Linked DNA regions of Mus musculus: all the other regions are linked to region 2. Evidence: chromatin contacts called from public ChIA-PET, Hi-C, HiChIP or PLAC-seq and Micro-C data. All regions are on one chromosome and are shown on one strand. Each heading gives the region's core, a stretch centred on a gene start, on an enhancer-like site or on the middle of the called end of the contact. The rest is flanking DNA. Distances are from core to core; before and after follow the strand shown.

Region 1 (3,862 bases), core at 25-2,524, 420 kb after region 2:
TTACTTTTATTAGCTGATCGTTACACAGCTTGTATTTGCTGGGTTCCTTTGCATATAATTATGATGGGAAACCTCCCCGTAAGAGCATCTGTCAATAGTGTAATTGACTCGGCCGTGTTGACTTTTTACTCAATAACCTCCAAGATTGGCCCATCCTTAGACATCGGAAAGCTGCTTATCTTTACATTTGCCGGGCCGTAGCGTGCTCGGGATGCAGCCCCTCGCGGTCACTGCTCACCTCTGCGCCCTGCCTGCTTCTTCTATTGCTTTTCCTGGGGGGAATCCCAGCAGGGGTGCTACAGAATGGCTGGAAATGATGTCAGAGTGCCCCCCTGACACCCATGAGATTCCATTCCTAATACAACAGATATCTATATGAGAGAGATTCCATCTAGCGGAGCACGTGCTCACAGACCTGGGAGAAGAGGCAGACAGAGTTCTTCCCACTTAGTGCCCTGTGCTGCCTCCCAGGTAGGGAGGCCACAACCCTGTCGGGTCTGAAACAGCTTAGTTTTAATTTCAAGATCCTTTTTTTAAATATAGAAAGTTGGTTGTGTTTTTTTGTTTGTTTGTTTGTTTGTTTTTAATTTTTACTGTACATGTGTGTTTTGCCTTCATGTGTTGCCCACTAGAGACTAAAAGAGAGAGGGTGTTGTGAATTAAGAACGTTGCGAGCCACCGCGTTGGTACTAGGAACTGAGCTGTGGTCCTCTGAAAGAGCATGAAGTGCTCGTAACCACTGAGCAGTCCCCAGGCACTCTTTAAATGTCATGTGTCTGGGGGTGGGGAGCATAGAGGTCAGGGCTATGTGCAGGAGCCCATTTCCTCTCCCCACTGTGTGAGTTCCAGGGTTTGAACTCCGATTCTCAGGCTTAGCAGCAACTGCCTTTAGCAGCTAAACCATCTCACTGGCCCTTTGGGGCCACCCCAATGAAAACGACCTGACTCCCCCAGTTTTCCCAGAGGATTGAGAGAGTGGGTATGAGGTGAGCCCTTGTAGGGCCACAGCGTCCTGAATCTATGCAGAGAAGCTCAGGAAACAGACTCCTGGGTGTGGCTCAGAGAGCCACAGAGACCTGTATGGGTCCCATGTCCCAGAGACCTATATGGGTCCCATGGATTATTGACTTTAGCACAGCTGTGAGCCCTGCGCATACCAAGTCAGCTCCAGTGCAGATGCTTACAGTAGATGTGAGGAGCCCCATAGCCTCCCAGGTCTCCTTCCCACGAACCAGAGGCTGGGTCCTGAACATCAGGAAGTGGCTTTAGCTGAACAACCGCTGCCACCTTTAGTGCAGCGCAGACTTGTGGTAAGGCTTTAAGGAGTGATGCACGTCTAGCCCTCTGCATGCCCCACCGTAAGGAATTTCCCTGTAGTCGCCATATGAGACTGCTTGATTTCATTTGGGTCTCTAAGAACCTTGAAGACATTTCCGAGGAACAGGAAACAAGGCAGCCATTGCTGCTGGTCACACTACCAGTTCTTGAGGTCAGACCATCTGGAGAACCCTTCTTGGCCAGCTCTGTTCCTGGTTGCTTGGAGATGTTCCGAGGGTGTAGCATTGATGGATCCTGAAGATAGAAGTAGAGGGGTCTCTTCACACACTGTCTTGTGTTGTGTTGTATTGTTGTGTTGTGTTTTGCAAGACCAAGCAGCTGTTGTCTTTTGTCTCTAAAACTGTGACCTTCAAGGCAGCTTCAGAACATATTATTAAATTATGTGTGTTGGGCGATGATGGCCCCTTTAATCCCAGCACTCAGGAGTCAGAGGCAGAGGAAGGCAGGTCTCTGAGTTCTAATACATCCTGCTCTACAGAGTAAGTTCCAGAATAGCCAGGGCTACACAGAAAATCCCTGTCTTGGGGGTCGGGGGGAGATAAGTTTCGAGGCAGAAGAAAATATTAAAAAGTGAGGTGGAGAAAGGATCCAAAGAAAGCCATCAGAAAGAACACTAGAGTCTCTCCTGGGCCTCGTGTCCCAGCAACAGTCTCTGCCCGACTCCTCAAGCGCAGCGATCAGCAGCCACTGGGGCATCCTTTGTATCTCTGGTGCTTGGAAGTCCTAATGGTTCCTTTCTTCCCCCTGTATCCGAAGATCCACAGCTCCTGCAGATTCGGGGTAGGCCACTGAATGTGGGAGAGGTTCCGGACCTTCCTTTCCTGTTTGTGTTCTGTGAGCTCGTGCATGAAAGCCGTGTTTGTCATTGTCACCTTGTATGTCTCTGTATTTGTTGACCCCAGGAAGTGGCAGCCCCTCAGCCCTAGACTCCTTCCCCTCGCCTCCCCTCAGATGGGACTCTAGGACTAAAAGGAGCCATGAACTTTATTTTGAAGATGAGGTTCAGGTAGAATTAGGCTGAAGTTCTCTGACGAATGCTGGGGAAAACTACAAACCCCAAGTTCTGGCTTCCGGTCTTCTGAAGAACTTGGAGAACTTGGCTTGGTAAGATGGCGTTCTCTAAGCAGCTTTTCTGAAGTGATTCTTTGCCTGCCTTTCCTTACCATCCTTCTTCAGACTGGTGTGCTTGGACTCGCTCAACCACCCCCACCCCCACCCCCACCCCCACCCCCTCCGACCTTTATGTTTTGTGAATGTTTTGTCTGATTGTATGTCTGTATACCACATGTGTGCAGTGCTCACGGCTGTTAGAAGAGAACACCAGAGCCCCTGGAACTGGACTTTGTTGGTTGGTTGGTTGGTTGGTTGGTTTGGCTAGCTGGGACGCCATGTCTTCTTCCGGCATGCTCACTGAGGTTCATTACCTCATGCGGCTGTGACTGAGTCATTTTTACTGCTGTGCAGTGCTACACTGTGAGCGTCCCACAAGCTTTAACAGGAAATTTGGATGATTTGTGCTCATCTCACCAGCCCTTGATCCTGATATTTTTTTTTTTTTTAGGAAGACTCGGGCATGACGGTACACGCCTTTAACTTAACCCAGCACTAAGGTGGCCGTGAATTCAAGACCAGCCTGGTCTACATAGCGAGATTTTTAAAAAGAGAGAAAGAAAATAGAAAGAGTATGTTACAGTAATGACAAGATTCTGTCCAGTCCCACTTTGCTATATCTTATAATTAACAATTCTTGAATTTCATTTCCCCAAAAAAAAAAAATCTATCACCTTAAACTCACTGAAGTTTTTTCTAACTTTTTCTTTACTATGATGAATTTCATAATAAATTTGCCACCTCCACACAGCACTTTGATTTCTCAGCGCTCACTACCTTGACTCATTGCGTTTTAACATCTTGCTGGAGTGGTACCTGGTATCTCAGACGAGGATTTGCCATTTTGTTTATGTTGCCCGTCTCTCTAGCTCCGTCCTTATCTGGTTTCTGTGTCAAGATTATGTTAGCCTCGTAAATTAAATTGAGCATTCACTCTCATTAATCACTTCCCCCACCCCTCTCTATATGAAATCTAACGCCTTTATTGCCGAATTGTTGATGGAACTCATTTGCAAAACAGTGTGGTGCTGGCCTTGTCCTTATAGCATGGTTAGTTGTTAGTGTAATCTGTGTGGTGATTATATGGTAAGGTAGGCTTGGTATTTCCTGTTGAGCTAATTTGGTAACTCTGGGAATCTGTCCATTTCACCAAGTATACAAGTATCTTGGCATAAAGTTATTCTCAGTATTTACTATCTCTTAAAATATCTTTCATAGCTTGGTTTTTTGAAGTTTCATTTGTATCTTCTCTTTTTGCTTGCTAATACTGTCATTTTTCTCTTCCGAGGTCTCGTTTTATCCGATTAGTTTAAGAAGGATAAGTATATTTGTTTAAATGCATGTGTGTATGTGTGTGTGGATCAGGTGAGTGTGGTCCCCACAGAGACCAGAGAGGGCATCAGATCCCCTGGAG
Region 2 (3,873 bases), core at 967-3,466:
CGCTTCAGTTGTTCTGTCCGGCACTTTATCCCAGCACTGAGACTAACACAAGGCACCATCCTTCAGGATGCAGTATATGCCTAAAGCCACTCGCTCCTATTTAGCGTTTCCACTGAGTTGGATACCTGGGCCTTAAGGACAAGGGCAGCCTGGCTCACTGTCGCTCCCAGTGGTCCTCCTGGAGGCTGTATGCTCCTCTTCCTTACAAGGCTCTAGTTCATTGAGGGAGGTGTTTTGTACTAAGGGATGTGTAAGGAAATCCAATTAAGAGCTACAGCCCATTTTGCACTCTGAAAGCAGAGACTGGTTACCATACTGTCAGAAGAAACCAACCCTGAGGAGGAGGCAGGACTACTGACACATGAAGGGACAGGAAGGCAGATGCTGATACTCAGCTAAACCACCAGGGTGATACTAGCTTCCTCCATACCCAGGCTGAACTCAAAATAAGCCAGTTGGAGCAACCACTGTGTAACGGAGACATGGTTGCAAAGAGCTCTGATTTCTCAAGGAATCGGTGTCGGCTCACTTGGTCAACCGAGCTCAGTGTTGGCTCAGTCAGACTGAGCCACCTGGCTTAGCAGAGGGCTCTTAGAAGACGATAGTAATTGGGTAGATCGATATTAGTTATTGCTTTGGACCAACTGTAGAATCAGTGGCTATGGTTTAATCTCACTAAATCTGTCACCAGTTAGAACCTTGAATAATTTGTGGCAGAGTGGAATAGACTTACCTTGTGGGGTGGAGGGGTGGGGGTGGCGAGATAGACTGTAATGGGTGCTATAGGTAGTCTCTTCCCATCCTGCCAGGTCCCACCCAGCCCCCGAGTGTTTAGATGCTTTACTGCTCACATCTCGGACTTCCAACTTCCGACAGAGGACTTCCTTTCTTTATTTTACAATAGTTAATTCATCCTGGCCCAGCCAAGGTCCCAGAACACTAGGTGTTTATGCTCACAAGGTTCCATGCAGCCAAAGATGGCTGCAGGGATGGAGGCGGGGCTGGGGTGAGGGAGAGAGAAAACTAACAATGGTTGTACAAGGGATACCCTTGCTGTGAAATGGATGCTTTGGGTCAAGCTGTGGCTGGATCTTCACCTTAAATTATTACTCTTTAGCTTGGCTCCTCACCACTCCCCCTATAATAGTTTCTGCTGGAAGCACTTCCTTAATAAATAGCTTGCACACATATCCATGACAACCCAACAGTTCCCTAGGAAAAATAAATAAATGATAAATAGGTAAACTTTGTGGACATAGTTTAGTAGAAAACAATTTTTTACACCCCTCCTTCCAAGGATCTACCCCAACACGGGATAACCACAACCAGCGAGTCAGTCTTTGGTTACCATTTTCTCTCTTTACTAAGAATTTCGAGTTTCTCATTGTGCCAGGAGTACTTTACAGACAGGGACATCTGCAAATTATCAGGGATGCATCCCAGTGTAAACCGTTTGTCCAAAGGTATTTTGGCCATCTCTGATTTCAAGTTCTCAATCCTCTTGTCAGACCTTGTTCCAGACAGCATGTCCCAGTTGGTGTGGGTATGCGTGCTTGGACAGCAGAGAGAATGGGGGTCTAGCCAAGAGGCAGCCTAGGGGGAAATTTGAGCAATCTAAAAAAACTGGACCTCATGAGTATCCTGTCCCATCCACCCAGCTGTTTGACCTTGGCTACACTTTATGTTAAATGAATTAACTAACCTCTATATCATAAGATTTTTATTTAAAAGAATTAGATGACATACAGAAAGTGCTTTGCACATCTCCTGGTTGAACGCAAGACATGGATCCGGCTAGAGAGGAAAGAACAGTGGGTTAGGAAGCCTTCCAGGGACTTTAGGGACTTTTAAATCAGATCAAGTGAGGACAGACGAGGAGGGAGGGGAGAGGAAACAAAACAGAGGTGTTTCCTCCCCAGAAAGGGCCACATTGCTCCTGGGTCAAGGAAAGTGGACCTCATGAGGGCCAGGAAGGGGCGACTCTCTCCAAAGGAAGAAGCTCTGAGACACTGGGCCACCACGTGGCCGTCAACCCTACCCCCACCTCCACCCCCCACCTCAGTCACCACCAGGCAGAAGTAGGTGAAGGGTGGAAGCCCAGAGACCGCGCCGCGGAGGCGGACGCCCGCTGCAGGTCTCCTAGCAACGCCCGCCCCGCCCCGCCGGGCTTGGAGCGCCGGCGCCCGAGAGCGGGGACCGGCAGGCCATGGTTGCCATGGCAGCGCAGCCGCCGCGCCTGATGCTGGCGGCTTCTGCGAGAAGCTCGGGCCCTGAGCCCCGTGTGGGCGGCCCGGCGGCAGCCCCAGCTCGCCCAGAATGGCCCAGCCACCGAGTCGCCCCTCCGGCGTAGCCGGATCCCGTGCTCCGGTCCACGTCTACGGGGGCGGGTCACGGCTTGGAGACTTTCAGTTCCTGGGGACCGAGTTGATCTTCCCGGCAATGTCTAAACTCGGCAGAAACGTGCGTGCGCGCTCCCTCACGCGCACACACCAGCGGCCTTGAGGCTGTGCTTCTTTTACGCAAATGTTTTCTCCTGAAAGACTTTTTTTTTTTTAAGTCTAAGAAAGAGTATATGCAGAAAACGGTGAGGCTTCCAAATTCTGTCTTCGAAAACAACGTTGAAATAAATGATCCATTTCTTAAGGGCCATTTTAAAATCGAAAATGTCCGTATACTGGATTCTGAATCCGGACTGGCAATCTGCAGTGGGCTTCACCCGGAGAATCCGGTTAGAGGTTTTAAAATTTAAACCGTTTACACCACCCCACTCCGCCCCTTGCTAGGGCAATAGTCTCGCTAGGGCAGGAGAAGCCACTCGCATATACAAAGCTCATTCTCTGGCTTGAGAGTATTTTTAACTGAGGCGGAGTCAGTCACGTGTTTGTGATTTTAATCAAATTGACAAGGGCTCTGAACAGGAAAAGCTTGCCATCTAAATTCGAACACAACGTTAGGGACATAGTGAAGCAGCCTCTTTGGTCTTGTTTGAATCAGAGCTTTTCACATCTTAATGTTCTGCATATATTTTCCTCGATCCACTGCAACTGGAAAATTTAAATGAAAGCCTATTTCTTAGATTCATTTTTATGGTAAATGTCTCTGGGCTGAGATTATGCATATTCTCGATCAACAAGAAACCCGAGCAGCAATCACCGGGAATTGAGCACCTTGCTGATTGAGCAACACTTGAACCTGGAGGCATGAACAGCCCTAATCTCAAAGTGAAAATCCTTCACGGTATATTTCAAAAGAATATTTACAGCTAACCTTTTCCACTCCGAAGGATCATTCACTTGCAACTTTCTTACCCATCGCTTTGTCAGAGTAATCGCTTTTAAAAACTACTTTTTACCGATTTTTTTAGTTTGTAGCTGGTGAGATGATCATATAAAAAGTATTTATGGGGACGCAGATGAAATGACTCAGCAGGTAAAGGTATTTGCCGTGCGAGCCAGACAAGTCAGTAGGACCCCTGGAAGCCATATAAAGATGGAAGGAGAGGACGCAGGCCCAGGTGCATCTGTACCCACACACAGTGATGGCTGATGTCGGTGACTGAGTTTTTAAAGTATAGCCAGATATGGTGGAACATGCCTGTAACTGTAACACTGTGGGGAGGCAGAAGCAGGAAGTCCACTGCAGGTTGGAGGTCAGCCTGGTCTACACAGCTAGACAACGTCTAAAACAACAACAATAACAAAAAAGAGCACAGTTTTAAGAAATTGCTGTGTAGCCAAGGCTAGCCTTGAACTCTCCTGCTCTCCTACTCCACAGGAATGCACCACCGTGTCTAGCTATGAAACAAGGTGTATGGACACATGCATAGCTATTCTCTGACTCTTAGTCATTTTCTCCTTTCAGGGTCAAAACAGA
Region 3 (3,996 bases), core at 42-2,541, 470 kb after region 2:
TATTGAAGCACTAACCACAACAGATACGTTGCAGACCCAACCCAGCAGGATAAAGAGTGGTGTATGCGTACGCAGTAGGATGTTTTTCAGTCATAAAGAAGGACGGCGTTGTGTTGTTTTCAGGAAAATGGATACAACTAAAGATAATCAGAGTAAGCAAGGCATGCCAGCCTCAGGCAGATAAATCCAAACCTTGCTAAGGGAAAGAAGCCAGGCAAATGTGGTTACGCGAATCATTTCATCCACATGTGCAGAAGAGATAAAGGCACAGTTTCACAAAGTGCACTGGTATGTGCTCTAGGCAAATAAATGTAGGAAAGGAGGAACGGAGTGTTATGTTGGGATCTTCAGTGTCCCCTAAGGGTTTATAGGCTAGAGACTTGGTTCCCTTTGAAGGGTGTATTATGGGAGTTAGATCCTTGAGTCTGGAGAACTGGAGAGCTCTCCTTTCTCTCTCGCTTCCCGGGTCACAGTGATGTTACTACACCTCCTCTTCCACACGTTCCCCCAGAAGGCTACGCTGTCCTGAGCGTGGGAACAGCTGCTTAGGATTCAGGTCCTTCCTAAAAGACTGACAAAGAATTGAACTCCCAGGAACAAAAGAAGTGAAGGCTCAGAAAGAGTGAAAGCTGGTGTTTATTGAAGCAGAGAGAAAAGGCGAAGAATAGCCTGGAGGGTAGGGTCCCCGAGAAGCTGGCAGGCCGCCAAGTGGTCTCTGAACGCCATGGCCCCTTGGGACACTCCTTTCATTGGTCCTCGCTCCCCGCTTACCATTTCACCAGGTAGGATAGAAATAACCCCAAACACATGGCCTTGTTTGATGGAGGGCTTTGATGGAGGGCTTTGACAGATAGGTGGCCTTGGTTACTAGACACAATCCAGCTGTGATGTGGGAGTGGCCTCTCTCTTCCTCTGACCCTTTCTCTGGCTTCCTACTCCTTAACGACACAGATCCGAAGCAGCAAGGCCGAGGGAGCACAGACCGAAGCTGCCGAAACTGTGAGCCAGAATCAACCTTTCTTCCTTAGGATTTTCAAGATCTCGGGTACCATATTCCACAACTGACAGCTGACTGACGCTGGCAGGAACTGTTTAATGGGACAGATTTTTCTTCTGGGGAGGAAAATGAATGGCAGGGGACACATTAAGGGAGAAGAACTCATTCCATTGTTTGAAGTAGGGTGTATATGCAACTCCATGCAGGGTCCTGGGATTCTAGCTGCATTGTTAGAATGGAGAGTGCATAGCCTGAGCCAAGTAGACTCCTGGGTTGCTAAGAAACCTCGAATCTTGCCTGCCTCAAGGAAAGAAGACCAGAGAAACACCCCGGAGGAGGCTCGGTCTGGAATGTAACTATGGGAGGCACATGCTTTCTAGAATGTTCAGATCATAATGAAGCAGATTGTGATAGGCCAGGAAGCTGTGATCTGGACACAGCTCTCCACAGACACAATGAAGAGCCTTGGCAGATCGTGAAACGTGTCAGGCTTCCCTGCCTTCCTTTAGCTTGGGGTTCCATCTAGTTCAGACAGTCCACGGGGCACCAGGGTTAAAATGTAAGTCACTGCAGCTGACATCTGGGAGGAAGTAGAACACCTCTGTGGAGGGGATGATAATGGGAGAATCTGGAGAAGAGACAAGAGCGTCTCCAGATCACGTGACACTTCGGGAAGCGAGAGGGCGTGGCTCGGGACGGAAGTGAGCCTGAGAATTTGGGCAGCTCTATCTCCAGTTTTTCCTTTTACCTAAAAGCGGCCACTCAGATTGTGAAGCAGAACTTGGCAGGGGTGGGGGTAGCAGCTTCCTCCTGGTTTCCCTGGGGCTGGTGGTGTTACCATGGTGATGGAAGGGCAGTTTGTTGTATGCCTTTGCGCTGTGACTACTCCCCCCTTTGTTCTTCTCCCAACTATAGGTGTTTCTTCCAGAGCTACAAGAAAGAGCCAAGTAGGGGATTTCTGTGCTCACCTCGGGAACGGATCTCCTTCTCCTCTGTTAACCTTTCTATCCTGTGAGGGAGTCAGTCCCTGGATTATAAATTCTGGATTATAAATTCTGAGGCGCTTGGTTCCTGTTTCTTGAGGGGAGGCAGAGACACCAAAACCTTTGAAATAAGACATACTGAATGAGAACAGAACAAAGTTGGGTCTGTCCCTTTATTCTGTTTCTGGCAGTCGTGGTGGAGAGATGCTTTCTGGGAAGAACTCAGTAGTTGCCTCTGCTGAAGTCAATTTCTAAAGGTTAGGGATGTGAGCCTTTTTAACTCACCCTGTATTAACTCATTCCGGCCATATCATTCATGTGAGCTCCTTGAAGCCCTTATGGAACCTATTTATTCTCTCAGACATTATTGGATTCCAAAGGGTAGAGGCAACCCTGAAGACGTGTGGCTGCGTTCTGCCCTCATCCATCAGCCGTGGACTCCAATGGGGATGTCATGTTCTCCATAGAGGCATCTCTGCTGGGCCTCTTTCCTTGGCTCTGCGCAAGAATCTATGACCCTGGAAAAGTCATGCAATCTCTCAGTGTAGGCTTCCTAGACTAACAGACAGAAGCAGAGGCTCACGGGGCAATAGGTTCTGAAGGCTGGGACTGTACCCCAGTCACTGTTGCTCCTCCAGGGCCCGAGATGGTCCTTTGCATGTCATCGTGAGTCAGGAAATGGCTGTCAAATGGGAGAGAGAAAAAAGAGGCAACAGAGCACCAAGCCCAATGACCTAAGTTTGACACCCAGAAAACTGTGGAATCAGAGTCTCAAGTCTTGTTATTTGTCCTCTGATCTCTATGTGTGCCATGGTACATGAAAACACACTAAATATATGTTTAAAAACAGGTTTTTTGTTTGTTTGTTTTATATATATATATAAGAAAGCTTTGATGGTGATCCTTCCATACCAGCTGGAATTGTTGACAAGTAACAGGCACCATCTCAACTGAGCAAATGGGGACTCCACAACGCCCATCACTGGGAAGTCTTTGGGCAGAGCTGTTTTCTGAGTGACTGGATCCCAAGGGCTCTGTGAAGCCACCAGAGAGCTGAGAGCTTTGGAGGTTGTTAGGGGCTGAGGATTCATTGGGGATGGGTAGCTCTATTTCAAAGAGACCACCTCGGGGTGGGGGTAGGGCTGGAGTTAGGAGGTGAAGCTCTGTGCACAAAAGCCTGGGGTCTGATACCCAGCATCAACCAGGCATGGTGATGCACACCTCTAATCAAACGGGCAAGCAGGAGGATCAGAAGTTAACAGCCTTGGGTACATGAGACCCTGTCTCATAAACAAACAAACAAATACATCGGAGTTTCTAATCATGTCTTGGTCACCAGGTTATTTGGCCTTGCTTTATTTTTGTTCTTGTCTGCTTTTTCTTCAAGGTGGATTCTGAGGGCTTGAACTCAAGTTCCCAAGCTTGCAGGCGAGCACCATAACACCAAGACAATCTCACCAGCCCTAGATTATTGATTTCTCCTGATGATAGGTCTAGATTCTAAGTCTGGTTGGGTACCTCTGACAAATACAGCCTGTGTCCCATAGTCATGCTCTAGCTGCAAGGGATGCTGGGAAGGGCGTCCATGCCAACACTTAGAGTGAGAAGCAGCAGTACCCATTGTTCAAAAAGGTAACAAGTTTCCCAAACCCTGAGAGAGGGGATGTGGCTATCCCATGGAGTCTAAATGAGCATTCCCGAAGCCAGGCCTGAGTACCAGCAGAGTTCCAGGGAGTTTATTTGCAACCTGAGATGCTGAGTCAGGAACTCAGTGAGTCCTTTGCCTGCTCCCCGAGGCCAGCGCGTATCTGGCTCTGTTTTCTGGCATGTGTCCTTCCCTGAGATTAATGCCCGCTCTTAGTTTCTGAAGCCTGTGTTCTTGCTCGGCTCCTCTGGGAGGCAAGTCTGCAGACTCTCCTGGGTCTGATTCAGGAGCATATGGTGCTGTGTCATTATTGTAACATAAATAAAAATATTTCATGTGAGACATAGGGAATAGAGGCCCCAGAGGCCCCG
Region 4 (3,486 bases), core at 533-3,032, 400 kb after region 2:
GACAAATCCTAACCTGTATCAGGTCTCGTACCTCTGTCCTCTTCAAGTCTGGAAATTTAGATTGTTTTGTGCAATCCATTTCAGCTTGTTTGCCTCCCAGGCAGCTGGTAGAGAGACATCTGTCACCTAGTCAGAGGCGCTACAGAGGCAGACGTTCGTGAAATTTAGAACAGCAGGTGAAAGGTGTCCGCTGATAATCAGGACGAAAACTGCAGTCACTGTGCTCGATTGCTTTGGACACAGATTCAGCAAAGTAGACAGAGCTCAGGAGACATCAACAGTAAGGTCCTTGCTGCCAGGAGAAAATGGAGAAACAGCACTTGTGACCCTGAGACCCAGCCCAGACACTGTGCCACCCTAGCCGTGGGCAGTGTAGACCTAGACAGACCACAGCCCTGGCATCTGAGCTCAGTTCTGACCTCCTACAACCTTCCCCGGCATCCTTTTCAACAGGAAACAGAGTTGGGGGTAATAAGTGGGTTTGGTTGGCAAAGTGAGAAAGCTGCTTTGGACTGGGGTTGTCGCTTGGATAAACTTTATTCCCCTCTTCGGTTTTCAGAGTTAGTGATGATGCCGGCCTGTGGATTCAGTCAATTCTTTCTTTTCCTTAGGTTTGTCTGGTCAGGTTTTAATCTGAGAAAGACTAAAAGGATGTAGAAATGAGAACCTGCTGACATCTAAGCTACAGGTGTGGGTCACCCATCCTCCCCTGGCCTGCCTTGCTACAGATTCTTCCCGCTCTCCACTCTGGCTGTTAGTTTCCATGGTTTGAGCTGTCTTCAGAGCAACAAGTTTGGATGCATCCTATGTGGAGAGTCAGATTTGGAGGGTTATGTGGTGTCTGGCTCTCAGATAACTTGCCTCTGAGATGGCACTGGTGTGGCCAAGCTGGAGGTGTTCTCAGTGCCTCTAAGTCTCCCCTTCTTGAGGGCCTTTTAATTTTTTAAATTTGTATAATTTTGTACATGTGTGCATGTATGCTTGTGGGGGAGAGCTTGTGCCACCTCACGTGCTGTGAGGAGTTGGTCTCTCTCTCCATCCAGCTTGTTGTCTCTGCTCTCGTTTACTCCAGGCTAGTTTGTCCCTGGAGCTTCTAGATCTTTCTTCTGTCTCTGCCTCCCATCTTCCCAGGGGAGTACTGGGATTACAGGGGCAGGCTACATCCAGCTTTTCCTCGGTTACAGGATTCGAACTCTCAGATCATGGGGCTTGCTCAGCTAAAGTTTTTATCCTCCATACAATCCCTCCTCCACTTCCCCTGCCTTCAGTATACTTTGTTTTCGGTCAAGAAGTCACTATTGCAGCAGTGGCTGGCCTGGAGCTTTCTGTGTAGACCATGCTGGCCTCAAACTCATGGGCAATCCCTCTGCATTTGTTCCCAAGTACCAGGATAATGGTATGCCAGTGTGCCACACTATTACCTGGAAGGTCTAAAGTGTCCTTGCTATGGCTAGAGGCCTGTGTCACCAGCCCAGCTGACCCTGAGTCCTTCCTTTCGATGCACTCCTGGTGTGCTCTGTGCTCCTCCCTGCGTGAAGGCAGTGATTGAAGTTACACCCTGGCATCAGCCTTTGTTAGGCCGCTTCTTATTCTTCCCACCCCCCATGATGCTGCTTTCCCTACCCTGAGGAAAAGCCATAGTTCTGATGAGAGTCCCTCAGTCCCCGTGCCTGTAGCTCCTTCCTTCCTTCCTCTTGTTCCTGGCTCTTCCCCAGTGCTTCTGTCTTCACAACACCCAGGCAGAGGGGAAGTAGAGGTAGTGGTGGCAAGTGACGTCACCAGAGCCGACCGCACAACCAACTCCCTTCTGCTGCCGGCCAGACCACTTGCAGCTGCTTTAGATTGGTTGCAATGGAAGCCAAAGGCGTCAGTGACTTCAGAGTCACAAATGCAAATATTCTATATCTCTCTCAGAGATTTTGCACGAGGAGGGCAGGGGAGACAGGGATAAGCAACAAGGTGAATTTTCATGTCTCATTTTTTGCTGTGTTCTCCTTGAGGCAATGATTCAGAGGTTCCCTTCTCAGCTGTAGCACGTGTACATGTTAACTCAGCCACTGTTTCTCTCCACTCTCATCGTATGGACTAGATAATGCTGTATCCTGCACTGCGGAGTGTTAACCATCCCACCCAGTCATGATGATCAAAACTGTTTCCAGACATTGCCATATGTCCTTGGGCAAGGGAGAGGGAAATCGCCCCCAGTTGAGAAACAGGGCTCAGTTAGAAGGGCTTTGCTACTTCCTGGAGCGTTTTATGGCTTGTTTCTTTGTTTTCTAGTGTTTCTTGGTCCTAAGAGAGAATCGGGTCTTTTCTCTCTATTTTTAGGAATTAAGCAAATACTTCTTGGTATGTCGTTCTCACACGCAGTTACAGAAAATGGGTAAAGCTGTCTCAGAGCTAAATGATCAGGAAAAGTCATGGGAAGGGAAGGCTTTCGAGGGAGTGCTTTCTATTAGGCCTCAAGAAGATGGCTGATTGAGGTGCCTATTACCCAGTCAAAGTCGGCACGGGCCACGAGGTTGTCCCTGCATCCCTCAGTTCCTACCTGTTAATGGGTCCTCCTGGATGGTTTACCCCACCACCTACCCTGAGCTCTCCAACCCAGGGGCTGCTTTATAGCCCAGCCATTTGGGCTACACTGGCCCCTTTTCAAACTCTTTGGCCTCTGGAACTCTTAGCAGACACTCCAGGCTCCTCTCTCTTCCTCTCCTTATGATGGATCCCTGCTCCATTCGCTGGCCATGCCCTCTGTGGACTCTCCTGGATGCCTCTGCCTGTTCTCTCCCTTATATCCACACAAACTTGCTCCTCAACCCATGTCTAGAGAGGTCGTGTCCTCCTTTTCTTTTCTCCGTCCGCTTGCCTTTGCTCTGGGTTCTCTCCAGTCACATTCACAGCCCCTGCACGGAGTCTTAGCTTCCCTCTGCATGCACAATTCAGTGCCGTCTGGTTTTGACAGAGTCCCTAGTGAATTCCACTGTCCATCCTGAGCCCCGCACTCAGGTGCCATCCCTAGCCAAGGACTGAGTTCTACTCACCCGACCAGTGGCTAAGATAAAGTCACCCATTCATTTATCCTGTGTGTGCTTCGCTCCACACTGATAGGTCCCAAGTACCATCTTAAGCAGCAAGTGAGGCAGGCAAGGAAGAACCATAACGGCCCACTTGCCTTGTAGACAGGCATATGAGAAGACGCCAGGGTGCACCTCTGGTTGTCCATATCTGCACTACTATATTTAGTATGTGACATTTTCCCCACATATATTGTCTTTGGATCAATCGTGTGACATTATAACACCATGAAAATCACTTGACGTGTAAGGAGGAGTGGGGGAGGGGAACACATTCACTGATTTCCAGAAGTGATCAGACTGCCCAAGGTTTCTATCTGAGAAAACTGTTTGGTAGGCCTGCCAGCTCTGAGCTGGTTTGTTTTGTTCTGTTTTTTTTTTTTTTTGTTTGTTTGTTTTGTTTTTTTGAGAG
Region 5 (3,950 bases), core at 687-3,186, 360 kb after region 2:
TAGGAGCTCCACACCATGGCCGGAGAGAGGGTACAAGAACACTTGGGGGTGGGGCAGTGATGGCAAGTATTATCTATTAATATTAGGAGGTCTGAGACAGGCATGTCTGCACATTCCATTTCTGTGAAACATAGTTGAATTTTGGTTCTCTTTTCTTCATTAACAAGTTTAGTTGGTGCTCCAACCCAAAGGAATTTGCTCCCATTAGCCAGACATTTTAGACATGACTGAGAATAAAATAAAGACCTTCCACCACCACCCTTTTTACTCACTCTGAACTTGAAATGGGTTTCTTTATCCTAGGGTATGCTTGGAAAGGGTCCTTTACTTCTTCCTTAGAGGCCACATCTAGCAAAACGGAGAACACACCTAGCAGGTGAACTTAGACCAGATTGTCCACCTTGAAGCACTGCAGAGATGCTCTGATCCTGGGCAGCCCTCCCTCGAGAGTCCTCAGGGTCACTTGTTTAAACCCTTAGTATCCTAGAAGAGATTGCTAGGTCCCCGCAGGTCATTGTTTCTCCATGTCCATGAGCCCCCTGTGCACACAGGCCGAGGACACCGCCAGATGCACAGTCCCCTGGGCCAGTTTTCTCCAGACCCAGGCTGGCTTACATTCTGCCCTTGCCGAACACTGACAAGGAGGGAGCCATTTATAGTTAAACTAGTGGCTTCAGGCAGTCTCTGGCCCTGTCCCCAAGATCAGCACAGGGACCAAGCTGCAGATGCTTCATGCCTTTATAACCCTCTGCCTGACCTTGCCTCTTATCGCTGTACAGAGGTTCCCCACCTCCCCAAGTAAACCTGGTCACCCCAGTGCCTCAAAACTACCCACCCGAGGAAATGGTACTGTATTCTCTGCCCCAGTTAAAAGCTCACGCAAATGCCAAATTCAGTTTGTATTGTATCTTTCTTTAGTTAGTCAGCTTTTTTGAGGCAGGGTCTCCTGTAGCCTTAAACTCAATGTGTTATAGGGAAAGCCTTAAACTGATCCCCTGCCTCTGTGCTAAGATTGTAGGTATGCACCACCATGCCTGGCTTGTATTCTTTTGATACAGCCATATTTCTGCTTACCTTTTATCCCCCCAGAGAAATGGAGAGCAGAGGCTTAGGTAAATGTAGGCTTCACCTAGAATCTGGGTATCTTCACAGAGCCTCTGGTAGCATGATAGGCTTCCCAAAGTCAGAGTAAGAGAGTTCCTCTTAAGCTCTAGGCTCTATGGTTTTACCTCTGGTTAACTGAATTATTATCCCAGTTGGCGCTACTTAACCTCTTCCTTCCTCACAGTGCTTCCAGGTCCTGGATGCTTTGTAATGATTATCTCTTGTTTCCTGCAGCTTTTGGAGAATTAGTGGCCTGTGTGTTGTTTGGACGCGGACATAGCTGCCAAGAAGCATGTTGCATTATATGATACAAAAGAAATAGGTTAAAAATGAAGAAATACTCAGTAAAGGAGATGGTAGTTGATTGTGATCATGTGGAAAGAAAGTGTGATACCTTAAGTACTTGATTAACTCTGAGGACTCTTTATATTTGAAGGCTCAACCCTGTATCATAGTGGACCAAATACATCCCACATTCTGTGTAAACTATAAAGCTCAAGTTCCTCTTGGCAAGTTAAAGCAGTGTCATGTTCTTACACATTTAACCGAGCCCTGTTTCAAGTAAAAGCAAGGTGCTTTGGGGATGAATATTATAGTCCAGTCTCCGTGCCATCATAGACTGGAAATCTTGGCTTCCCAAGACTGACAAGTTGGGAACCCGATGGCTGAGTTGGCTCAGAGAAGTACCACAGCAAAGGAAGGGATTTGGGGACTTAAGCCAGATAGCCTAGACTGTCCCACAGGACCAGTGAGCTGCTCACCAGTGGGTACAGGAAGCGCCTGGGAGGCGGGAGGCATGACATGGGAGGACACACAAAGGCTTGCTCCAGTGCATGAGTTCTGTTTGTTCCCCTTTTGTTCCCCTTTTTGATGAAAGCACTGAATGTAAACCCAGAACTTTGCATCTAGATTCTTCCTCTTTCCTCTCGAATTTCAGAGTTAATAGCATGCTTCCAGCCCGAGCCGGGCACATGCATGACAATGGCAGAAACGTTAGGGTTTCTCTCTGACTGGGTCACTCCTCAGGGCATGAAGGGAAAGTTGGATGTCTGTGTCCAGGTTCTCCTCTGTGAAATGGAGACATCAAAGGGTGACCTCCTTTGTAAGCAGCAGTTTTTGTGGGCTCTCTCCAAACTGCTGTCTCACTAATTATCACACAGCAAGCTGGAGTTTAATGGTTTCATACGTATTTGTATCCCACTATCAGAAGCAAAACCCCAACCTTCAGTCATGCTCTCTTGCGCCTTTTCGGGAAAGGGCAACATGCCGAATGTTGTGGCTTTCCATGTCATCCAATGGCTTCATTCTGCTGGCAGAGGTGGGGTTCAGCCAAGTCGGTATGAACACTAACGGTCATGACTCAGTTCAGAAACAATCTTTATTCATGGGCGTTAATATTTGAATTTCATATCACATTCATGTGTCAGGAGTTATTTTTCCTTTTTTTGATTTTTTTTTTTCCCAGCAATGAAAATATGTTCAGACCATCAGAAGCCCCAGCTAGGGAGAAGCATACAGCTTTGGCCCACTGGCTGTAATAGGAGCATGTCCAAATTCCTGTTGGAATCTCGCACACTGCTGTGTCTTTTCTGGCATTGTCCCTTGCTGGCTTGTGCCTGTGTCTCCTGATTGAGCGGGGACCATGAGCCTTTCCTCCCTCAGTCGCCAGAGTCCCCCGTGTATAATAGGTGCTTGCTGAGTGCCTTCCAAATGAGTGGTGTAGCAATTATCCCCCTTGCAGCATGACCATGTCTACATGAAACATTCTGAAAAGGATGTCTCTTTCCTAGAAAGCTGCATCTGTCTAGGTAGGTGCCTGTGGAAGGTGTGCGGCCTCAAGTACCTGATGCCGCCTCCCGGCGGCCCCCTCACAGACTATGGTAGGTGCTTGTCAACAGATCCTCCCTCACCGACAGCTTCTGCCTCAGACGCTTACCTGAGCTGTCTGCCATGAGGACTCTGTCACATGAAAAGGGAGAGACGGTGACAGTGGGTGATGCATTGGAGAATGCTCCTTTCCACCGTTGGCAGGCTTTAGTGAAGAGAGCCTATCGGTGAAGTTCAGACTCTCGGGAGACTCATTTCAGTGTGCCCCGGAGATTCCTAATTTACCTGTGTTTGTATTTTTAAGGCAAGAGCTTTCTTTATAATTTCAATTATGGAACGATGTTTGGTATTCAGATGAGTTGGTGTTTGTACTGGCTCCATGGTTTCCCACCAGAGGCTCAAGATCCTTGGGGGAAAGATAGCCATGCACAGAGTTGGGTATGTGGGAGACACAATGCCAGGATGCACAAAGAAGAAATTACAACCATTTGCTTGTGTATTATTTTCTCAATTTGAAGCACTTGAATTCCAGAGCTCTTGAATCAAGAGGTTGAATTCCTGGCATTTTAAAGTATCCCACTTGAATAAGCTGCTTAAACCATTCAAATGGATTTTTTTTAAAAAAAATATGCCTACCTTCCCCTTCCCCCAAATCTCCAGTTTCTCAGATCGTTTGCTCTTGGGATTTTACTTAATTGAAGTTTCACCTTTTTACTTCAAATCAAAATCATTTCTGTAGTCAAGTAAGTTTTCATTGTGTTCTGGAGGGCCGTGTGGGGTTCACGTTGACTGTTGCCTGTCAGGTTAAAGGGGTTTTCCACAGACCTGCGGTAGCCCGTGCTTAGAGAACCTTCCAGAAGAAATCCCTCCGGCTCTCAGTTTCTCCCGGGAGTGTCTCTTATCTGTAAATACAGCACCACCTACATCTCCTACGTCTCAGGTCCAGTTTGACTAAATCTAGCCCCGGAGAGAAGTTATGGCCAGAGTCACAGCCGGCTCTGCCGCACACATGCACGCTT
Region 6 (3,588 bases), core at 270-2,769, 340 kb before region 2:
GCGAGCAGCAGGAAGCGCGCGTTGTCCTCGTTCAGGTGGCCGGGGCTGCAGCCGCAACCGCGGCCAGCCATGGCACTGGAGGACAGCTCCGCGAGGGTTGCTGCCCGCGGACTTGTGCCCACGCCCCGGGGAGGATGTGCTCTGCCGACCTTAGCCTGCTCTGCGTGCGGGCTCGCCCATGCCCGCCGCGCGTTCCCCAAGGCGGCGTGGATCTCCCGGCCGCCGCCGCCTCCTCGGTGGTTCCTGTGTAGCCAGCTCCCCACGTCCGCCTGGACTCGTGGTTTCGAATCCGCTTTGTCGTCGCCGCCTCCCTGTCCTCTCTGGAGTTCTCCTTAAGGCTGAAGACCAGAGGGTCGGGACACAGAATCTGCTTCGACTTGGTGCGAGGGTGCGGGCGACCCGGGTTCACCCGAGCTCCTAATTCGGCTCAGATTGGGGAGGGGGCGTGGCGTGCCTTCAAGGCAAACTCCCTAGAACTTGAACTCCTCTTGAAGAAAAAAAAGGTCGTGGGTCCAGAGAGAATCGGCGGGTAAGCTTCACATCAAGGTCCGGGTTCCTCGGAGCATTGCTTTCCAAGCTGTGATGGCTGGGATACGGGCTGTTCTCTGTCTTCGGTGCCTCTCCAGGTGGATCTGTGTTGCGTATTAGTGACAATGTTCTGCCGAGAGCCTCTATCCACCAGAATAACCAGGGCTCAGAGGTCGGAACGGGTTTGGGGCAGACGCACGGACGCAGGGACAGTGCGAAGAGGCAGATCAGCCGGCTCGGATCTCTGCTGGGCACACAGGCTCCACGGCAGCACGAGGGCGGACCGCTGTGGGGAGGAGAACAGAGGGGGAGGTTGGAACAGTGAAGGAAGTTAGAAGCATCCTCCCAGGGAGCCTTCCTTGACTTCCCCCATACCAGATCGCCCTTGGCCTCTAGGGCCTGCACCGGGCGTTCTCTGTCCACACGTGCCGGCCCTGCCAGCCCATCTCCCGGAGAACCGGCCAAGGACAGCGGCCAGAAGAGTTCCATCTCTTTCACCCGGTTTTGATCGCCTCGGCTCTGTAGTTCTTGCGCAGTCAGTGGCGCTGAGCTGAGAACTCCAAGCTACAACATGTAAGCCGGCAACAAGGTTCTTTTGTGAACCGCTGGGGCGCCCACCCAGAGACCCCCAACTTGCCATGAGCTCTGGAGCCGCCGTCGCCTTCGCGTCTCACCTTCCCAAACGCACCTGCTCTGTGGAACAGGTTCAGGATGGTTCCTGGCTTCCCTTCTCAAGTGGCCTTGCCCTGCCCAGTGGGGCTGAGAGCAGAAGTCCGTGCCCAGAGCTGCCTTCTCTGTGGAGTGCTCAAAAACTGCAACAGGTGGAGCTCTGCAGCTGCCAACCGAGGCGACTCCACCCGGTACCCGCCCCTTGGCCTCAGGGCCAGTCTCCTGCTCAGGTCTCCTCCGCTGGCGCTCGCCTGGACCTCTAAACAGCGATGCTTCTACCAGGGAGTGCAGATCCCTGGAGTGGTTGCTTAACAGATAGGTCGAGAGCCTCGATGGTCTGCGTGGGTTCCTCTCAGGCCAGAAGAGGGCGCTGCGTGCCCTCCAGACACACCTGGTTCCCAGCAGTTTAGCCACAGGGGATCGAATATAGCTGTGTGAAGGAATGGATTCATAGCCACCCACGGTCTAAACAGAATTTCTCCGCCTTTAGAGAGAGAGAGAGTGGTCCCAGGAGACCCACCCACGATACTAGCCAGAAACAGAACTAGAAAAGCTTGCAGTTCTGTTGAATAGATGCAAATGATTTTGGTGAGAGTAACTAACAGACCGTTTATCTTGCATTGTGTCTCCTGGGGAGGAAGAACTTTAGAGGGTATTGAGTTCACACCCAGGGTGAGTAACCCAATTACCTTTACTAGTTTAAGAAACATCTCAAGTACATCAAAATCGAATGACGTTTACAATGACACAACACACCACCACCTAGATTCTACAAGTGACAGTTTACCAGGCTTGCTTATATTTACCCATTCCTTTCTAGTCACCAACCCACTCAGGATGCACTTTGAATGGTTGTAGACACCCACACACTTTCACCCCATCTCCAGCCAGTATTGGCCATTATTAAGAGCTCTATCCTCGGATTTTTGCTTTTGTGGTAAAATTTGCATGCAATGACATGTCATTGTACCATTAGGTGAGTCCTGATAACTTTGGGAGCCAAACAATGGTGGCCTCCCTCCCTTATCATCTAAAAGCCACCAAAGGATTAAAGCTCCCACAAATATCTTCCCAGTAAATCCCCACCCACATTCCTGCAGAGGTAGCCACTATTCTGATTTCTTTTTCCACCATGGAATATTTCTCCTTTATAGAACTTGGTTTTGTTTATTCAGGTCTCTGTATTCATAAGAACCAGTTATGTGTCTTGTGTAAAGTGTGTTCCTGAAGTGTACCGACTGACATCATTTCAAACTAGCTTTTTCTAACCCACAACAATGCAGTGTCCACATCCTATAGACTGTTGACAGAGCCAGCCATTTTATTTTTAAGCCTTCTGTATACAGGCACATAAACTTATCTCCTTGGGGTTTTGTGTTCTCTGGACACCTTGTATATTGGACTTTTGTAAATGGTTGGACTATTTTGCCCACTTAAAAGCTTGGTTTTGGAGCTGGGGAGATGGCCAAGTCAGTAATGTGCTCATCACAGTGTGAGGACCAGAGTTCAGCTCCCCAACACACATACAGAAGGATGAGCATAGCTGTGGACTTTTGACATCCTACTCCTCCTGAGCAGGTAGGGCCAAGTGGAGCTGGCTAGCCACAGTTCCGTAGCCAAGTCAGTGAACTCTCGGTTCAGTGAGAGCCCCTCTGGTTTCCACATGCACACATGTGCACACACATACAACATGCACACACACACACACACACACACACACACACACACACACACACACACAATGGTCCCTGTTATTGAAGGGCAGTGTTTTATATAATCTAGACTACCAGTCCTTTCTTAGGTGTGTATTTTGCAACTATTATTACCATTATTTTTCTTCTTCTCTGGAATACCTACTTGTTTTAAAAAAGTTTCCTGACAAAGTTTTCAGTTTTGTTAAAGACCAGTTTTCCAGTCTGTAATGATTGATATACTTTGTGCATTATATTATTGCTTTCAAGGTTGCATATGTTCTTTGTCTCTCCCCTACTTTTGTATGGTTGGTCTGTGTGGTATAGAGTTTATTTATTATGCATGTGAGACAAAGTTCACCTTGTCCAAAAATATACTCACTTTTTCTAATGGCAATTATTGAGAAGGAAAGTAAGAATACATTTATTTCAGGAATCTTTTCTTTTGACCGTTATCTATTGATCTAGTTGTTATGCCCATTAAAAATATTTAAATGAATTTTTATAGCTCTTGAAGTCAAGAAATGCAAAGTCTCCAACTTAGCTCTTCTTTTTTCGATATTTCTTTGGATGTAATGAATTGTTTCCGTTTTAAAAAATCAAAGAACTGTGGTTTTTAAGACAGACATTTTAAACATAGGCACAGAAAAAGTCTGTTATCTTGATTAGGACTACGTTAAATCTGTTTTGGGAAGAAGTG
Region 7 (3,829 bases), core at 580-3,079, 480 kb before region 2:
CCACGCATGGTCATTTACTCTCTCCAGAGATCCACAGGACCCAGAAGACTTTCAGCAGCAACCTACCAAGCTCCTATCCTGACAGCCTGGGACCCAGACAAGACTTCCTTCCCGATCTGAAAAGCTGTCATCTTAAAACGCATGAAAAGCTCATCGGGATTTCTGACTTTAAAACAATGCTTAACACTGGGCGATGCCTTAAATGGTGGTCCTTTAAATTCCTGTGCAAAGATATGTGGTTTAGTGTACGTGTGGGTCTGTGCCCGCATGCCGGGGCACTCGAGAGGAAGCCAGAGGGCGACTTCCAGGGATTCTTTCCTTCTGCCTTGTGGGTCCTGGAGTCAACTCAAGCTGCCAGGCTTCATGTCGAGTGCCATCCCATCTGCCCAACAGTGGAGCTTGAAACAGGAGTAACAGTGGACTCACTGATTCACCACCCTAGGGAAGCACCTCTCACTACAACACTGGTGGCTTCAGTACCAGGACAAAACCACCTCAGAAATGATGCCAAGCATAAAGCACATTCGACCACACGCAAGGCTCGGACCTACTCAGAGCTGGAGTTACAGACCATTCTGGAGCCTGCTGGCATGCATGGGTGCCGGGAACCAAACGTGGGTTCTCTCAAAGTGCAGCAGGTGTTCTTTACCCCTGAGCCGCTTGATTCTCAAAGCCCCCTTGATACACAGGCAGATAAAAGGACCAAGGTCCAGGGAGGTTAACGGCCCTGTATATTGTCACAAAGCTTGTTAGACAGAAATCACACTAAGTTCTGCTGTCTCTCAAACCCAGAGGGTTTCTCAACTGCTCTAGAAAAGAAAGGATTTGTGCCCCACCAATGGTCACTGGCTGTATTTCTGTTTCCTCATTAAAATGGGGACATTAATAATAATCTTCGGGGTTGTTCTAAGAAGTAAGAACAACTCTGGGGAAATGCCTGGCGCATGTTCGGGATACTTTTTGTTTGTTTGTTTGTTTGTTTGCTTTTCCGAGACAGGGTTTCTCTGTGTAACTTTGGCTGTGCTGGGACTCACTCTGTAGACCAGGATGACCTCGAACTCAGAAATCCACCTGCCTCTGCCTCTCGAGTGCTGGGATTAAAGTCGTGCGCCACCACCGCCCGGCTTGGGATACTTTTCAAAGTCATCACCGGTCCTTTGTGTGCTCTGGCCTTCACCTACATTCAGATGCATTGGCCTGGCAGCTCATGATTCGGGCGGACTTCAGGGTTGCCTCCTTTTGCATTTCCTGACCCTCTGCCCTGCCCGGGCTTCGCTCAGCTATCAGTACAGATTACTCCCTTACAACCTTAATTTAGGCCTCGATTTAGATTTCACATCCACGAAGGGTCCTTCGCTGATACCCTAACAAAACCAGCCACCTTCTTACAACACAGCTACGTAACGATCTGGCCCGGTCCTGTTCCCTGACATATTTATTGTCTCCCTGCTCTAGAACGGAAGCGCCATCATCAACCGTGCTCGCCCGGTAACCTCCGTGCCTACATCTGAATCCGGCTCAACCAACCAAACCGGAGAGCGCTGAGCCGTCTGCGGAGAAACACTACGCTGGCTCTGCGGCTCAGCCGCTGTCCCCAGCGTCGGCCGGGCTGTCCCACTCGGCTTCAGCCCTTCAGCGCCTGCCTACTCGAGCGGTTCACAGCCCGGTCTCTCCCTGGGCGCCGTGCATCCTGCCCGCGTCCGCCAGGGAGTGAGATCCGCTCCGACCCGCGATGAACCCGAGCGTCACATCGCCTCGTCCTCCCGCCTTGGGGCGCATGGATGTTTGAGACGACCAGCCGAAACCCTTAGTCACTCACCATCTTCCTTCAGTCCTCCAAATCGCCACCGCCGGAAGTGCATCCACCAAAGCGACCCGGACAGAACGGAAGTAACTTTAAAAAAAAAAAAAAAAAACAGGCTACGGAAGCCTATCGGGACCAACTTCCTCACGGGCGAAGTTGAGCACGAAGGGCTTATTTCGGCGGTTTGGTACAAGGATTGGTTAAACATGTGGGCACTTAAAATAGTTTACTCGAGGGAATTCTAAGTAGCTGATCTTGGGCTTTTGTCAGTAACTTAAGACAATGATCTTGGACGTTGGAGACTTGGGGAAAATATGAAAATTTTAGAAATTTAAAAGGATGCAAAATTATAATTGGGAAGAAGTATTTATGTCAGGCAGGAATGGCGCTTGGGACTGAGAAGTTGATGTGTACACAGCATTTATGATCTTCTTTAGTTTCTGAACTTTGTAGCTCTCTTGAAAATAGTTCTTTGCCGAAAGAGATCTAAATGTGTGCTTTTTTTTTTTTTCTTCCCTCTGATGACAAGGGACTGATGATGGTGGCTAATACTGTGTTAAAATTACCCTTGAGGCGCTGGAGAGAGGGCTCAGCAGTGAAGAGCAGGGGACCCACATGGCAACTAACAACCATTCAGGGCACCTGTAAGCACGTGATGTGCAAACTCATACATGTAAACATAAACAAAGTAATTAAAAATTAAAAAAAAAAAAAAGACAGGACACTGAATGTGGAGAGAGTCCAAGTATCACTGAGGAGGGACACAAACTGGGGCTTGGGGCCCCAGGCAGGTGTTACACATTGTTATTAATTAGTGTTATTAATGTTAACGATAAATTCTTTAGCTTGTCCATGTAAGTACTCTTTGTGTTCCTATTCCTAAGTAAGAGTTTGAGGGATAGGAAATCTGACTCCCTAATTAACAGCTACTTTGAACAAAAGAACTGGTTAGTCAAACAGCCCGAAGGACCTGGCTATTTTGAGTACTCCACAGACACACTGAGAACTATACACAATCCCAGTTGATGGCCTTAGCCGTTCCCAACACCTTGTATCAGACCTTTTGCTATCATTCAATGAATTTCAGAAGACCCTGCCATCATTTCTACCTAGCCCAGGTGGGGCTATTTCCCCTGATGGTCCAGCAGACAGAAACTGTGTGTTGTAAGGTGAAGGTTAAAGGGACAAGGTGACTGGTGCCAACACAAACCTTCATCAATACCCACGTGTGCTATGGTTATCTGAATCTTTATCTTGCTATATATACAGGCTGCTCCAAGCTTGCTGGGTGAGTTGGCTGGAGGACACTCCATTGCTGCCTCCCTGGATGTTGTAACATGAGGCTCAATAAAAGACTTCCTTTGGTCTTGTCTTGCCTGCTTTGATGGTAAAGGGAGGAAGTTAAATTTACTCTTGGGAGGCTGGAGACATGAACTGGTAGCACAGAGAAGCAGCAGATGTGGTGAAGGCAAAGGCGGTGGACCAACGGTGGCAGCAACGTTTAGATGTGTGATTGGGCGCTGAACGGCAACTGGATTGTTTGACAGCAGTGTGAGACAGAGGGAGAAGGGGATGGAAGCAGAGAGTTGTAAGAAGGCGAGAGCTGTAAATGGCTCCAGAGTGGGTAGAGACATGAGGACTGTGAGTTGGAGACCAGCCTGGTCTACGTAGCAAGTTCTAGGCTAGCCAGGGCTACATAGCCTCTGTCTCAGAGGCAAAAAAGTTACAAGTGGGAAGATTTAAAGGGTTCTGGTCTGTGTTAAAAGTGGCTTCAAGGCCAGCATTGCTTGGGATGCCTAGGAGTGTGACCCAAATATGACCGAAAGGACAGGAGGCTCCCTAAGAGGCCGGCACACACAGAACCGATGACGCTTAGGACTTGCCTTCTGTGGGACAGACAACGTTCAGAAGTGCCACAGTCACGTGATTTTAAAATCTCCTTTCTGCCCATCTACACAGTCGTGGAGGGAACTCTCCCTCTTTTCCACCCACACCTTCCATCTCCCTAAGCATCCGGAGAGACTT

What was found. Hi-C and Micro-C count contacts between places; a contact is called where the count stands out from the background. ChIA-PET counts read pairs in DNA pulled down with a chosen protein or histone mark. HiChIP or PLAC-seq counts read pairs in DNA pulled down with a chosen protein or histone mark.
Region 1: a Hi-C map of Th1 cells shows a contact between it and region 2, with 2.4 times the contacts expected there. The contact joins the enhancer-like site here to the promoter of 1700064M15Rik in region 2. A contact is called at or near these places in 4 of 484 Hi-C or Micro-C datasets (the C2C12 cell line, the N1E-115 cell line, Th1 cells and 1 more), 8 of 115 datasets of contacts at active chromatin or transcription factors (astrocytes, cardiomyocytes, embryonic forebrain and 5 more) and 1 of 9 other capture datasets (embryonic stem cells).
Region 3: an H3K4me3 HiChIP or PLAC-seq map of embryonic stem cells shows a contact between it and region 2, with 7 times the contacts expected there. The contact joins the promoter of 4930474N09Rik here to the promoter of 1700064M15Rik in region 2. A contact is called at or near these places in 1 of 15 datasets of contacts at CTCF or cohesin (large pre-B cells), 9 of 115 datasets of contacts at active chromatin or transcription factors (astrocytes, bone marrow-derived macrophages, embryonic limb bud and 2 more) and 1 of 9 other capture datasets (embryonic stem cells).
Region 4: an RNA polymerase II ChIA-PET map of memory CD8 T cells shows a contact between it and region 2, with 9 read pairs. The contact joins the enhancer-like site here to the promoter of 1700064M15Rik in region 2. A contact is called at or near these places in 3 of 484 Hi-C or Micro-C datasets (the N1E-115 cell line, cerebral cortex and uterus), 6 of 115 datasets of contacts at active chromatin or transcription factors (bone marrow-derived macrophages, cardiomyocytes, embryonic forebrain and 3 more) and 1 of 9 other capture datasets (embryonic stem cells).
Region 5: a contact with region 2 is called in a Hi-C map of embryonic fibroblasts, with 2.3 times the contacts expected there. The contact joins the enhancer-like site here to the promoter of 1700064M15Rik in region 2. A contact is called at or near these places in 1 of 484 Hi-C or Micro-C datasets (embryonic fibroblasts) and 2 of 115 datasets of contacts at active chromatin or transcription factors (bone marrow-derived macrophages and embryonic stem cells).
Region 6: a contact with region 2 is called in a Micro-C map of embryonic stem cells, with 1.9 times the contacts expected there. The contact joins the promoter of Kcnk13 here to the promoter of 1700064M15Rik in region 2. A contact is called at or near these places in 6 of 39 promoter capture datasets (the C10 cell line, embryonic stem cells, liver and 3 more), 1 of 15 datasets of contacts at CTCF or cohesin (pro-B cells), 13 of 484 Hi-C or Micro-C datasets (B cells, the N1E-115 cell line, adipose-derived mesenchymal stem cells and 5 more), 3 of 115 datasets of contacts at active chromatin or transcription factors (embryonic stem cells, microglia and stem cell-derived neural progenitor cells) and 2 of 9 other capture datasets (embryonic stem cells and pancreatic islet).
Region 7: a contact with region 2 is called in a Hi-C map of Th1 cells, with 4 times the contacts expected there. The contact joins the promoter of Psmc1 here to the promoter of 1700064M15Rik in region 2. A contact is called at or near these places in 3 of 39 promoter capture datasets (the 3T3-L1 cell line, the C10 cell line and pre-B cells), 9 of 484 Hi-C or Micro-C datasets (B cells, the Ba/F3 cell line, Th1 cells and 6 more) and 3 of 115 datasets of contacts at active chromatin or transcription factors (astrocytes, embryonic forebrain and memory CD8 T cells).

What each region holds. Positions count from the first base shown.
Region 1 is chr12:99,203,378-99,207,239 of GRCm38.p6, reverse strand. The region is part of intron 5 of Foxn3 (forkhead box N3); the gene reads left to right. Among named protein-coding and RNA genes, the nearest start is that of 4930474N09Rik, 43 kb to the right of the region's middle. Within about 2 kb of position 1,274, at least 20 of the 459 cell types and tissues checked have an H3K27ac peak or open chromatin away from gene starts, as enhancers often do. A contact at or near this core is called in Th1 cells, where this site is marked.
Region 2 is chr12:99,626,317-99,630,189 of GRCm38.p6, reverse strand. 1700064M15Rik (RIKEN cDNA 1700064M15 gene) reads left to right here and starts at 2,216. Exons shown (of 2, transcript NR_045288.2): 1 at 2,216-2,584; 2 at 3,862-3,873.
Region 3 is chr12:99,160,103-99,164,098 of GRCm38.p6, reverse strand. 4930474N09Rik (RIKEN cDNA 4930474N09 gene) reads left to right here and starts at 1,291. Exons shown (of 2, transcript NR_038130.1): 1 at 1,291-1,556; 2 at 1,913-2,822.
Region 4 is chr12:99,223,682-99,227,167 of GRCm38.p6, reverse strand. All of the region lies in intron 4 of Foxn3 (forkhead box N3), which reads left to right. Among named protein-coding and RNA genes, the nearest start is that of 4930474N09Rik, 63 kb to the right of the region's middle. Within about 2 kb of position 1,782, at least 90 of the 459 cell types and tissues checked have an H3K27ac peak or open chromatin away from gene starts, as enhancers often do. A contact at or near this core is called in bone marrow-derived macrophages, cerebral cortex, memory CD8 T cells and 1 more, where this site is marked.
Region 5 is chr12:99,262,582-99,266,531 of GRCm38.p6, reverse strand. All of the region lies in intron 4 of Foxn3 (forkhead box N3), which reads left to right. Among named protein-coding and RNA genes, the nearest start is that of Gm46371, 66 kb to the left of the region's middle. Within about 2 kb of position 1,936, at least 59 of the 459 cell types and tissues checked have an H3K27ac peak or open chromatin away from gene starts, as enhancers often do. A contact at or near this core is called in bone marrow-derived macrophages and embryonic fibroblasts, where this site is marked.
Region 6 is chr12:99,962,430-99,966,017 of GRCm38.p6, reverse strand. Kcnk13 (potassium channel, subfamily K, member 13) reads right to left here and starts at 1,519. Exons shown (of 3, transcript NM_146037.2): 1 at 1,217-1,519; 2 at 1-814. The coding sequence starts at 71.
Region 7 is chr12:100,108,202-100,112,030 of GRCm38.p6, reverse strand. It overlaps Psmc1 (protease (prosome, macropain) 26S subunit, ATPase 1), which reads right to left and starts at 1,829. Exons shown (of 11, transcript NM_008947.3): 1 at 1,820-1,829. The coding sequence starts at 1,822.